Regions from separate parts of the Sus scrofa genome. Here all the other regions are linked to region 1. A link is a contact called in public HiChIP or PLAC-seq data. All regions are on one chromosome and are shown on one strand. Each heading gives the region's core, a stretch centred on a gene start, on an enhancer-like site or on the middle of the called end of the contact. The rest is flanking DNA. Distances are from core to core; before and after follow the strand shown.

Region 1 (2,795 bases), core at 171-2,670:
AGTGAACCCCTACCTATGGAATAAAGTTTTCAGACTTCAGAAACGAATGAATCTATTTAATCACACACATATATATAACACCAGCACACTTTGCAACTTGAAATCTCACTGGGTCTAATCTATCTTTCTAAATGTTCTAAAAATATTATGAGTTTTCTGGTTGGAAGTTTTCAAATTAAGTCCTAATTACTGGTCAAAGTCCATTCAATCCCATCCATTAAAACTTTGCTTTCCTCCAACCCTGCTCTGAAAAATTGCATTAGGGTTCCACAACCATGGCGCTGCATGGACCCTGTCATGCCACACAGTCAAGACCCACGTCAGCGCTTGGGTCCCACTGCTGCGGGGGCAAAGGAGAATGAAGAACCGCGGTTGGCCTGGATTGGGCATAATTCACCAAACGCTGAAGTTCCAGGGGTGATGGTAGCGCCATCTCCTGGGTCCGGTCACTGAGCTGGGCACAAGACAGCTTAATTAAGTACAGCAACAATGAAAAAGATAAAAACATTCCCCACGCTGTGTAACAAGCCAAGGCCACATTTCAAAACACGGACCTACAAGTAACCGACGGGCAGCATCTCTGCGAGGGCCGGTATCCTGATGCTGAAACCTCGTTTGTGGCCTCACTATATTCCTCTACCGCCGCCACGGAATGTGTGAGCAGTGACCAAACACGGAACGTGAAACTTCAGACACTGAGGAATAAATCTCAATTCCCTCATCTCTCTGAGTAGTGCCACTAGGGCCTGAAAACCGATCCCAAGTGTCCTCTGAGACTGTCCCTCCACAGTACGTGGGACTCTAAACATCAGCAATGTGGGAACCTGGAAAGGGATCAGTCACGGGGATCCTTGAAACAGTCTTTCATCGGTAGACACAGCCACGAGGCTGCCGATCCCTAATACAGTGCCAGTGGACAACAATTAAGTAGCGAACACTTCCAGATCAAAGAAAGCCAAAAAAAATTTATTTTAAAAGTTTGCCCCATTCTGCTCTTAACGCCATTTTCTGCCTCTGACGTAAGGGGGAGGGGCCGTGCGACAACGTCACGCATAGGTGACGTCGCGACGGGGGGACCGGTTTCGGGGTTTCTTACCAGTTCCGGGTCCCCGCAGGGGGACCCCGGTTCCTTCGGTTCCTCTGGGTGTGTCGGAGGGTGCTAAGTATGTCTCTCTTCCAGACACTCCGCAATAAAAGCACCACAGCAACCGGAGCTGCTCCACTTCCCGCAAAATGGCGGCAGCTCCACAGTCTTCCAGAACCTTCCCCGATCTGCGCAGGCGCGGAAACATTCAGGCGGCAGAACGAACCTCTCCGGTTTAGCGGCAACAGTCCAAAGTACAGATTTTCATTGGCTAAAATCCTAAGCAAGGGTGGAGCCAAGCTCAAAGGTCTCTTAGCAACCATCAAGTTCCCATTGATTGGCTAACCTTTCCAAGACTGGGGAAAAGCAGAAGCTTTAGACATCCGCCCATCGCTCTCATTGGTTAAATGGCTTGCGACAGGGCGGGGAAACCCGGCGCAGACGCGGCAAGGACTCGCCTGCCCAGCTCCCCCGCACTCCTGAAGCTAGGTCAACGCTGTGGGCGGAGCCAACGGGGAGGTACAGTGACGTCCTTGCCGGTCCCTATTCTATTTTGGCAAGACGGGGTCTCATTAAGCTTATCCAGGACGGCTTTATAGAGAGCAACTGCATTTGCTTCACGTGGGGAGGAATGCTGGGCTCCACATCCTCATTCTGTCTACATTCTCTCCTAGCCGCCGCCTTCTGTCCTCAGCGCTTGGACCTGATTAGTCGGTCAGATTAGTCTTCCACATTCTGCCTGGTCCTACAGCTCACATACCTTCAGTTCAAATCAGTGCCCCACACACCTCGAAACCACAAGAAAAGAGTTTCGCAAGTGACTCTTTGGGTGCAACAATACTCATCCCTCTAACCATAAAGAGAAGGAATTGTCCACACTCATGACCCAAGGGCTTCCAGAACCCTAAGACTTCAGCTGCCAGAAACGTAGCTGGTTAAAACATGGAGAGGGCCACGAAGTGAGAGGAATCATGTTGAGTCCTAATTTGGTATATTAACTTTATATCATTGTACCAATTTCAAATCCTTCCTCTGTAAATGTAGAACTGGATTATGTCTGAGGATTTCCAACTTTAACCCTGTGATTTTATTCAAACAAAATATGCGGCTTCTGGCTGCAGGAGTCTGGGTAACTTCCAGTATTTCTCCCAAGAAGTAACAAAGGAGCTGGCAGTGCAGCAGCTCAGGAAGGTGAAAGGGTGGCTGGCTTCACTCACTACCCCATCTTTCTTCATGGCAGCACCCTGCCCTGTCCCCAGACAAGAGCCTTATCACAGGTCCTAATGGATAAGACCGCACTGTAGCTGGACCTGGGAGTCCAAGAGTCACCACTAAGCTTCTTAAATAGGAAATAAAGCAAGGTCCCTTCGTGTCTTGGAAAAGAGCACAGGTCTGAATTTGTGTAAGTAAGGGGTGGAGAAACAGGCAGGGGGCAACAGGGTTGGAGCAGGAAAGGCCATAACTTCACTTTATTTGTATTTCCTCCTTACACAAAACCACCAAAACAGGAACAGAGATGGGCAGGGAAAAAGGCTGAAAATTTGTTCAATCCACATGTTCTCAGGGCTATTCCAGGGAGCACTTGAGGCTGAGTGCCTGTTGGAGCAGCCTCAGATCCAGCACAAACTCCTCATGCCTTAGCCAGAGGTCTTCACAGGTTGGCAGCGCAAGCCCTGCAATTCTCACCCTTTGCCCATGGCCTAAGGTAGGA
Region 2 (2,795 bases), core at 158-2,657, 980 kb after region 1:
CCCATGCCTCTGTCATATCCCAGCTCTCTTGGGGCTTTGTGGTCCATGGCCTTCCTCCCCCTGACAGAGTCCCTTCCTTCCCTTACCCCTAGGTGGCTGCCGAGTGATGGAGCAGAAGGAGGTGCCCAATGGCTTCCGGGACGAAGCCTGTGGCAAGGAGACTCCTGCTGGCTATGCTGGCCTCTGCCAGTGAGTGGCAGGCAGGGCATGAAGCATGGCAGTGGGGGGGAGACAGAGGGACTGGGTCTCTGGGATCAGTAGGTCCTGCAAGGAGTGGGAGATGGGGCCCTTCCAGGCAAGAGGCAAAGAGAGGTAGTAGCAGGCAGTGGGCGCAGGTTGGCAAGCGCCTACCGAGCCACGGGTGAGGGGTGTCGGTCTTGTTCATCCGAGGATCAGCCAAACAGAAGAACAAATATTTCGCTCTATCATCTCCCCAGGGCACACTACAAAGAATATCTTGTGAGCCTCATCAATGCCCACTCTCTGGACCCAGCCACCCTGTATGAGGTGGAGGAGCTGGAGACAGCTGCCGAGCGCTACCTGCACATGCACCCCCAGCCGCTGCCTGGGGAGGATCCCCCAACCTATCACGCACGCTTATTGCAGGTAAAGCCTTCCCCCGGCCTGGCCCCTGAGCCCACTCCCTAGAAATCCCCTGTCCTGCCTGTGTCTGAGCCCTGTGCTTCGTTTCATCATCTTCTCTCTCCTTCTGCAGAAGCTGATAGAAGAGGTGCCCTTGGGACAGAGTATCCCCCGCAGGAGGAAGTAGCTGAGGGCGAGGGTCCCTTGGTCCGACTTCCTCAGGAGCAGCTCCAGCACTAATAAAGAGGCATTTCCTTGCCCAGGCTTCTTGGTGGTCCTTCTTCCTGACCCCACCATCTGGGGGCACCAGGGAAGGGGGGGTGGTGAACAGAGCTTTGCCAAAAGGGCTCCCTCAGCCCGCTGACCAGCCCACTCTGGACTCAGGCCAAGAAGGAACTGGCCTCGCGGCTGGCCAGGGGAGGCCCTCCGCATCCAGCCCCCTGGCCTGAGCTTCTCTTTCCCTGCCTCCTTGCTTTCACCAAATCCAGCTGATGTGTGGGCTCACCTAGTAGGTAGCAAGCAGGCACTGTAGGGGAAGGCAGATGCCCAAGTAGTACAGAGCTAACCAGCGGCCCCAGGCCAGACTCCAGGATACTGCAGCCTCCCTGGGGAAGCAGCTGTGTCACAGAGATGGTGGGATCCGAGCAAGAAGTGTCCTGAGGGAGGAAAGGGAATGAGGCCCAGCGGGCCAACCATAAGCATCTCAGCTGCTGCTTCCCCCTAGTGGCAACCAGTTGCCCTGCAACTCGGAGACCACGTGATTTCGGGGAAACGGACCTCCCTGAAGGAGAACTGAAACTTAGGGTGGGGACTGTAGAAAGGGGCGGAGAAATCCAGAAGCTGCCTAGCCGGGAGCTGAGCTGTGGTCGGCTGAGCCCTGGGACAGCCTGCACAGCAGCTCAGGTAAGATTAACCAAAAACGGCTGTCAGCCTGGGTCAAGGTCGGGGAAGCCCTGCGGGAGGTGGTGGGTGGGGGCTCCTAGGGACCCCCCTGCTAGACAGAGGAATACCAGAAGGCTTGTGAACCAGGGAGCTGGAAGTTTGGCTTGAGTGAAAGACTGGTCAGGGGCCGGTGTCCCACACCTTATCTGTTGGCAAAGGACAGGAGGACCTACTACCGGGTTCTTGAGGGAAGAAGGCATTGCCCCATCCCCGATTGTTTTGCTGCCTTCTGGCCCTGCCCACTTCCGCCCCAGCTCTGCCCCCTCTCTCTGCCCCACCTACCCCTGGGACAAGCAGGGGGGAGGGTTAGGGGGCATCAAAGGATAAGTTGTGGGGATGGTGGGTGAAGAGGGTTGATGAGGCATCTCAAGCAGCTGCTGTATCTGCAAATGCTTGGGGGTGTCAAGCTCTCTCACTGGGAGCAGGACACCAGGGCATTTTCCTTCCAAACAATAGATTCCTAAAAAGTCTTAAGACCAATTCCTGTTGCCTTCCAGATGCTACATCTTGGTAGTTTGCCTGTTTGTTTGTCTTTTTGCCTTTTCTAAGGCCGTTTCCGAGGCTCATGGAGGTTCCCAGGCTAGGGGTCTAATCAGAGCTGTATCCACCGGCCACAGCCAGAGCCACAGCAGCGTGGGATCCGAGCTGCGTCTGCGACCTACACCACAGCTCACGGCAACGCTGGATCCTTAACTCACTGAGCAAGGCCAGGGATCGAACCTGCAACCTCATGGTTCCTAGTCGGATTTGTTAACCACTGCGCCACAACAGGAACTCCAGATGCTACATCTTGGGATGTTAAAGTATTTCCGGTGATTGCTAGTGATGACAGAAACAAAACAATTCAGCCTCAGAATTCTGAGATATGTCCAGAGACAAAAGACAGAGGGGGTCTCTGGCAGCCCTTTGCCAGAATCCAGTCCCTCTGGCGAGGATCTCACTCTTCCCAAAATGTCCAGTGACAGCTTCCCACTGATCTTATCCCCAGGATGGCTTCAGGCAGGGCTCGCTGCACCCGAAAGCTCCGGAACTGGGTGGTGGAGCAAGTGGAGAGCGGGCAGTTCCCAGGAGTGTGCTGGGACGACGACGCCAAGACCATGTTCCGGATTCCCTGGAAGCATGCGGGCAAGCAGGATTTCCGGGAGGATCAGGATGCAGCCTTCTTCAAGGTGAAGGGCCTGGAAACCGGCCCCTCAGAGGGAGGGACGGAGTATATACACTGGCGCTCTCCCCCTCGAGGCGTTGTGTCCGCCTGGGTTTCAGATAAAGGG
Region 3 (2,795 bases), core at 166-2,665, 950 kb after region 1:
CTGTTCATTTTTCTCATCAAGAAGTGGATTTCCGGAGTTCCTGTCGTGGCTCAGTGGGTAACGAATCTGACTAGGAACCTTGAGGTTGTGGGCTCAACCCCTGGCCTCACTCCGTGGGTTAAGGATCTGGCGTTGCTGTAAGTCACAGACACGACTCCAATCTTGGGTTGCTGTGGCATAGGCTGGCGGCTACAGCTCCAATTCAGCACATAGCCTGGGAACCTCCGTATGTCTCATACTGAGTGAAATAAATCAGAAAGAGAAAGACAAATGCCATATGATATCACTTGTATCTGGAATCTAATGTATGGCACAAACTAACCTTTCCACAGAAAAGAAAATCATGGACTTGAAGAATAGACTTGTGGCTGCCGAGGGGGAGGGAGTGGGATGGATGTGGTGCTTGGGGTTAGTAGATGCAAACTATTGCCTTTGGAATGGATTAGCAATGAGATCCTGCTATATAGCACTGGGAACTATGTCTGGTCACTTACGATGGAGCATGATAATGTGAGAAAAAAGAATGTATACATGTAGGTATAACTGGGTCACCATGCTGTACAGTAGAAAATCGACAGAACACTGTAAACCAGCTATAATGGAAAAAAATAATAATCATTATATTAAAAAAGTTAATTTAATAATAAAAAAAGAAATGGATTTCCAATATAATCTTAGTTCATTGTTAATTACCAAATTGTGTGAATTGTTTGTTGTACTAATAGTACATTTTATACTAACAATTTTGAAATTTGTACTACTAACAATATATGGAAATTCAACCTAGAAGAAAAAAATTGTTAACTTTTAGCACCTTATGATCACAGGAAATGTGTAAAAATTGTTTCGGCATTCTCACCACTGAGACTCAGGTTCAATCCCTGGTGCAGGAACCTCTGTGTGTCACGGTTCTACAACCTAAGTTTTCGTGGACTCCAAGCTGGGGATTTTCCTTCTAGGGTCTCCACCCCCCCATCACCTAGGAGTGAACCTGACCTTTGGGGCTCTGAGAGTCCAGCCTGGGTGAGGTGGGGATGACTTTGACCAAACAGGGACAGGCAGACCCAAGCAGGCTGAGGACAAAAACAGCCCTGAACAGCAGGCATGGCCCTGAAATGTGAACTAGAACATAGTCTGAGCTGAAGACACAGACCTAGAGGGTCAAGGGGACACAGGACTGAGGGAAGGATACAGGCCGCTGTCAGGACACACACCCATGGCAGGAACCCTGCTGACGTGGCAGCCCTCTGCCCTGGCCCCTTATTGCCCCCCGCCCCTCTCCCCCGCCTGCCAGCTGCCAACACAGCTCTGCTCTATGTCTGCCACACCTGTCACTGCCTGTCCTTGTCCAGGGGGGGCCCCATCAGCCCCTCCTCAGCTGCCCAGCAGAGCGAGCTGTTAGTGGGGAGGGGAGGGAACATGGAGCGGGGGCCGGTGGTGGGGGCAGGGCTGGGGGCCGGGGCCCGGATCCGGACACTGCTGGGCTGCCTAGTCAAGGTGCTGCTGTGGGTGGCCTCTGCTTTGCTATACTTTGGAAGTGAACAGGCTGCCCGCCTCCTGGGTAGCCCCTGCTTGCGGCGCCTCTACCACGCCTGGCTGGCAGCCGTGGTCATCTTCGGGCCCCTTCTGCAGTTCCATGTCAACCCTCGGACCATCTTCGCCAGCCACGGCAACTTCTTCAACATGTGAGTCCACTCGAGGCCGTGGGCGCTGGCTCCCTGGGCTCTGGGATCCCAGCTCCCTCCAGGTTTCTGTCCTCCTGCCAGTCCAGGATACTAAAAATAGGCTGGGAGGTTGAAGAGAAGGTCAAGGGGGGAGGGGAACAGAGTCATGGGGGTACAGGAGCAGGGCCGAAGAGGAAACACAGGCCCCAGAAGGCTGAGTGGGCCGCTGAGGAGTTGGCCAAGTTTAAATGCATGCAGTTGGTGGCTGGAGAGCACAGGAGACAGAGACCCAGGGATGATGGGTGGGACTGGAGACAAAGCTGTAATGGAAACAGAGCAGGGTGGGGAGATGGGGCTCAGGGACCTCAGGAGCTCTCCCTCTTCTCTGCCCACAGAAAGTTTGTGAATTCGGCATGGGGCTGGACGTGCACCTTCCTGGGGGGCTTCGTGTTGCTGGTGGTGTTCCTGGCTACACGGCGCGTGGCAGTGACAGCGAGGCACCTGAGCCGGCTGGTGGTGGGGGCCGCCGTGTGGCGAGGGGCCGGACGGGCCTTCCTGCTCATTGAGGACCTGACCGGCTCCTGCTTCGAGCCTCTGCCCCAGGGCCTGCTGCTCCACGAGCTGCCAGACCGCCGCAGCTGCCTGGCGGCCGGCCACCAGTGGCGAGGCTACACCGTCTCCTCCCACACCTTCCTGCTCACCTTCTGCTGCCTGCTCATGGCCGAGGAAGCAGCCGTGTTCGCCAAGTACCTGGCCCATGGGCTGCCCGCCGGTGCGCCCCTGCGCCTCGTCTTTCTGCTCAACGTGCTGTTGCTGGGCCTCTGGAACTTCTTGCTGCTCTGTACGGTCATCTATTTCCACCAGTATACCCACAAGGTGGTGGGTGCCGCAGTGGGCACCTTTGCCTGGTACCTAACCTACGGCAGCTGGTATCATCAGCCCTGGTCTCCGGGGAGCCCGGGCCATGGGCTCTTCACTCACCCCAGCCGCAAGCATAACTGAAAGAAATAAAGGCACGTTGGGCCTGGCTCTGGCTCCACTCATCATTTGCTTGGTGGGACCTGCAAAGGATGGGAAGGGTAAGGAAAGGGTAATTGTCACCAGGGTTCCTCAGCCATTGCTTGCTGTCAC
Region 4 (2,795 bases), core at 173-2,672, 570 kb after region 1:
TCCAAAGAGCAAGGAAGAGAAGAAGAGAGAGAGGGAGAGGAGAAAAAAAAACCAACCCAGCAGCATCGGAAATCGATGCACTTACACCTCAGCTGGAAGCAGGGACGGGAGTCGAACCGCGGCCGCCGAGCAGCGCGAGGCGGGGAGGGGAGGGGGTGGCTCTTGGAAGGGACTTCTCCGATGTGTTGATTCCTTTTTTTCCCCTCCTCCTCCCTCCCTCCAGCGCTCACTCCGGGGCGTCGGGGACGGAGAAGGAAAAAAATAAATAAATAAATTCACGGCGGTGAGGGAAGTGAAGGAAAATAATCAATGCTATTTGGCTGCGGCTGAAGTGTTTTCCCGGCTTCGTGAGGGGGTTTCCATTGATTCACCCTGGGCACTCGCTCGCTCCCTGCCTCCTCCTCCTCCTTTTCCTCCTCCTCCTCGCCCTCCTCCTCCTCCTCCTCGCCCTCACTCCTCCGCCTCATTCACTGGCTGGAGACGAGGCGTCCCACACAATGGAATAATCAATACCCAGGCGCCCGGGGCGGCCCCACTGAGCAGGTGCAGCGGCCCACCCGCCGCGGTGTATGCCGGGAGTTGTAGTCACTTGGCTCCTGCCCGCCCACCGCCCTAGAGCGTGGTGTCCGCATGCCTTCGTGGACCGTGTGAGGGACCTGAGGCCTGAAGTAAGGTAGGCCAGCAGTCCTGGCCACCTGCTCGACTCTGTCAGTGCTTGGAGGAGATTGAAGCTCCTAGGGACTCAGAATAATTGCTATGGAGGATAAGATTCTAGCACCTAACAGGAAGGAAGGGGAACTAACAAGGCAAAAAAAGAGTGGGAAAAATAGAGAGAGGCCTCTGATGGCTCTGGGAAGCTGGTAGAAGCCAAGTCTCGTTATGGAACTGATTTAAAGCAAAATAACAAAACACATGACTGCTGTAGGCAAAAGGAGGAGAAGATGGGAAAGTGTTAAAGGATCCTGCCCTTCTTGGTGGCACTGGCTTGGAGCTGGCACCATAGTACCCAGAGTTGGGGGAGAGGGAGGGGAGGTTCTGGCTCCCCATTCTCATCTTATCACCTCATAAGCTTTCCTGTATTCTAATAATGATAACTGCTAAAATGTATTGAGTGCATAAGCACAGTTCCAGGCACTTTTGCATATATAAACTTACTTAATCTACTTCTACAGTTGATGAAACCAGGACACAAACAAGCTAACTAATTGCCCCAAGGTCACAAAGCCAATAAGTGAACATCATTCATGCCAGATTTCAAAAAAAAAATTTTTTTTGGCTGTGTCTGTGGCATGTGGCTGCTAGATTCTGGGATCAAGCCTGTACCACAGTAGTGACCCAAGCTGCAGCAGTGCGGCAGTGACAATGCCCAGTCTGTAACTGCTAGGCCACCAGGGAATTCCCAGGATTCAAAAATATTTTTCTTTCTTTTTTGGGACCACACCTATGGCATATGGAGGTTCCCAGGTTAGGGGTGGAATTGGAGCTGCAGCTGCCAGCCTGTGCCACAGCAACACCAGATCCGAGGCTTGTCCTTGAACTACACTGTAGCTCGCGGCAGTGCTGGATCCTTAACCCCCTGAGTGAGGCCAGGGGTAGAACCGGCATCCTCATGGATACTAGTCCGGCTCTTAACCTGCTGAGCCACTCTTAATGGTTTCATTCCAGAGCCCACACTGGCTGCTATAGCCTAATTCCCTTAAAAGAAAAATATCTTGGGGAGTTCACAGGAAAAAAGGAGAAAGAAACTAACATTTTGAATCTCTGTGGTGTGACAGTTTGTCCTTGACCCCTCACACTTAACTGTGAAACAGCCCATATTTTACCAAAGAGAAAACAGGTTTAAGGAGGCGAAGTAGCTTGCCCATTGCCCAACACCAATAAAGTGAAGATGGGAGTTGTCAACTCCAGGTCTATCCAGCTTTAGAGTCTGGTCTTTTCTTTTCCTTAAACTTACGCCTCAGCCCCACTGGATTGGACCTTATAACTCTGGGCGGGGGGGGGGGGGGGAGAGATTACGTCTTCCCCTGAGCAACAAAACCGAAAAGCAAAGTACAGATGACAAGCAGACCAGCAAAAGGAATTAGGGGCTGAGGTTGCTCCCCTCCCTGCCCATTGGTGCCCATCATAGGGTGGGGTGTGGGGGGGTATGCATCCAAGACACTCTAAGTTGAAGATGCCATGTCTATAAACTGGTGTCCTCCCCACAGTACCTCCCACAGGTCACATGTTTCTAGAAACATACTGGGGAGGGCAGGTGCCCACCCTAGCACTTCTCACTCATCATAAGAGGGAGCCCAGGAGTTGACAAGAGCTGCTGCTGTTCCTCCTCAAACTACCTTACCCAAGAGTCAGACATACAGTTGATGCTTCCAGGTAACCATAGTCCCAGTAAGGAGTAAGGAGAAGGAGTCTTTTCTATTTTTTGGAACCGGTGGGGGGCGGTGGTAAGCAGCTTGATATGGGAGTAAGCAGCCTGGTCCTCCCAAACCAGGAATTGAAACCAGGCTGCAGTGGTGAAAGCCCCAAATCCTAATCACTAGACCACCAGGGAACTCCTTAGCCTTCTCTATTTTGTCTCCCAAAGCAGTCGAAGGGCCATTTTCAGGTCTTCCAGTGTTTTTATTTTCTAAATTTACTTCTCTCTGCCCCATGATATGTGTAAATTCCCAGGCCAGAGATCAAACTACTCCACAGCAGCAACCTTAGCTGCTGCAGTGACTACGACAGATCCTTAACCTGTGTTTTAAGTGAACATGAATATTTCTATTCCTGACAAAGCCTGCTCAGTAGCAACT

Evidence for each region. HiChIP or PLAC-seq counts read pairs in DNA pulled down with a chosen protein or histone mark.
Region 2: a contact with region 1 is called in an H3K27ac HiChIP or PLAC-seq map of alveolar macrophages. The contact joins the promoter of IRF9 here to the promoter of RBM23 in region 1. A contact is called at or near these places in 1 of 5 promoter capture datasets (fetal liver) and 1 of 2 datasets of contacts at active chromatin or transcription factors (alveolar macrophages).
Region 3: an H3K27ac HiChIP or PLAC-seq map of skeletal muscle shows a contact between it and region 1, with 3 times the contacts expected there. The contact joins the promoter of FITM1 here to the promoter of RBM23 in region 1. A contact is called at or near these places in 1 of 5 promoter capture datasets (fetal skeletal muscle), 1 of 47 Hi-C or Micro-C datasets (liver) and 2 of 2 datasets of contacts at active chromatin or transcription factors (alveolar macrophages and skeletal muscle).
Region 4: an H3K27ac HiChIP or PLAC-seq map of skeletal muscle shows a contact between it and region 1, with 2.8 times the contacts expected there. The contact joins the promoter of ZFHX2 here to the promoter of RBM23 in region 1. A contact is called at or near these places in 1 of 5 promoter capture datasets (liver), 1 of 47 Hi-C or Micro-C datasets (embryonic fibroblasts) and 2 of 2 datasets of contacts at active chromatin or transcription factors (alveolar macrophages and skeletal muscle).

Annotation. Positions count from the first base shown.
Region 1 is chr7:76,119,350-76,122,144 of Sscrofa11.1, reverse strand. RBM23 (probable RNA-binding protein 23) reads right to left here and starts at 1,420. Exons shown (of 14, transcript XM_021099252.1): 1 at 1,097-1,420. The coding sequence starts at 1,292. PRMT5 (protein arginine methyltransferase 5) reads right to left here. Exons shown (of 17, transcript NM_001160093.1): 17 at 2,528-2,795.
Region 2 is chr7:75,138,253-75,141,047 of Sscrofa11.1, reverse strand. It overlaps IRF9 (interferon regulatory factor 9), which reads left to right and starts at 1,407. Exons shown (of 9, transcript NM_001078670.1): 1 at 1,407-1,485; 2 at 2,513-2,693. The coding sequence starts at 2,514.
Region 3 is chr7:75,166,860-75,169,654 of Sscrofa11.1, reverse strand. FITM1 (fat storage inducing transmembrane protein 1) reads left to right here and starts at 1,415. Exons shown (of 2, transcript NM_001128470.1): 1 at 1,415-1,685; 2 at 2,060-2,669. The coding sequence starts at 1,420. The coding sequence ends at 2,666. It overlaps LOC110261592 (a long non-coding RNA gene), which reads right to left. Exons shown (of 2, transcript XR_002345920.1): 2 at 1,917-2,725.
Region 4 is chr7:75,553,503-75,556,297 of Sscrofa11.1, reverse strand. It overlaps ZFHX2 (zinc finger homeobox protein 2), which reads right to left and starts at 1,422. Exons shown (of 11, transcript XM_021099229.1): 1 at 86-1,422. It overlaps THTPA (thiamine-triphosphatase), which reads left to right and starts at 2,577. Exons shown (of 3, transcript XM_001928723.7): 1 at 2,577-2,795.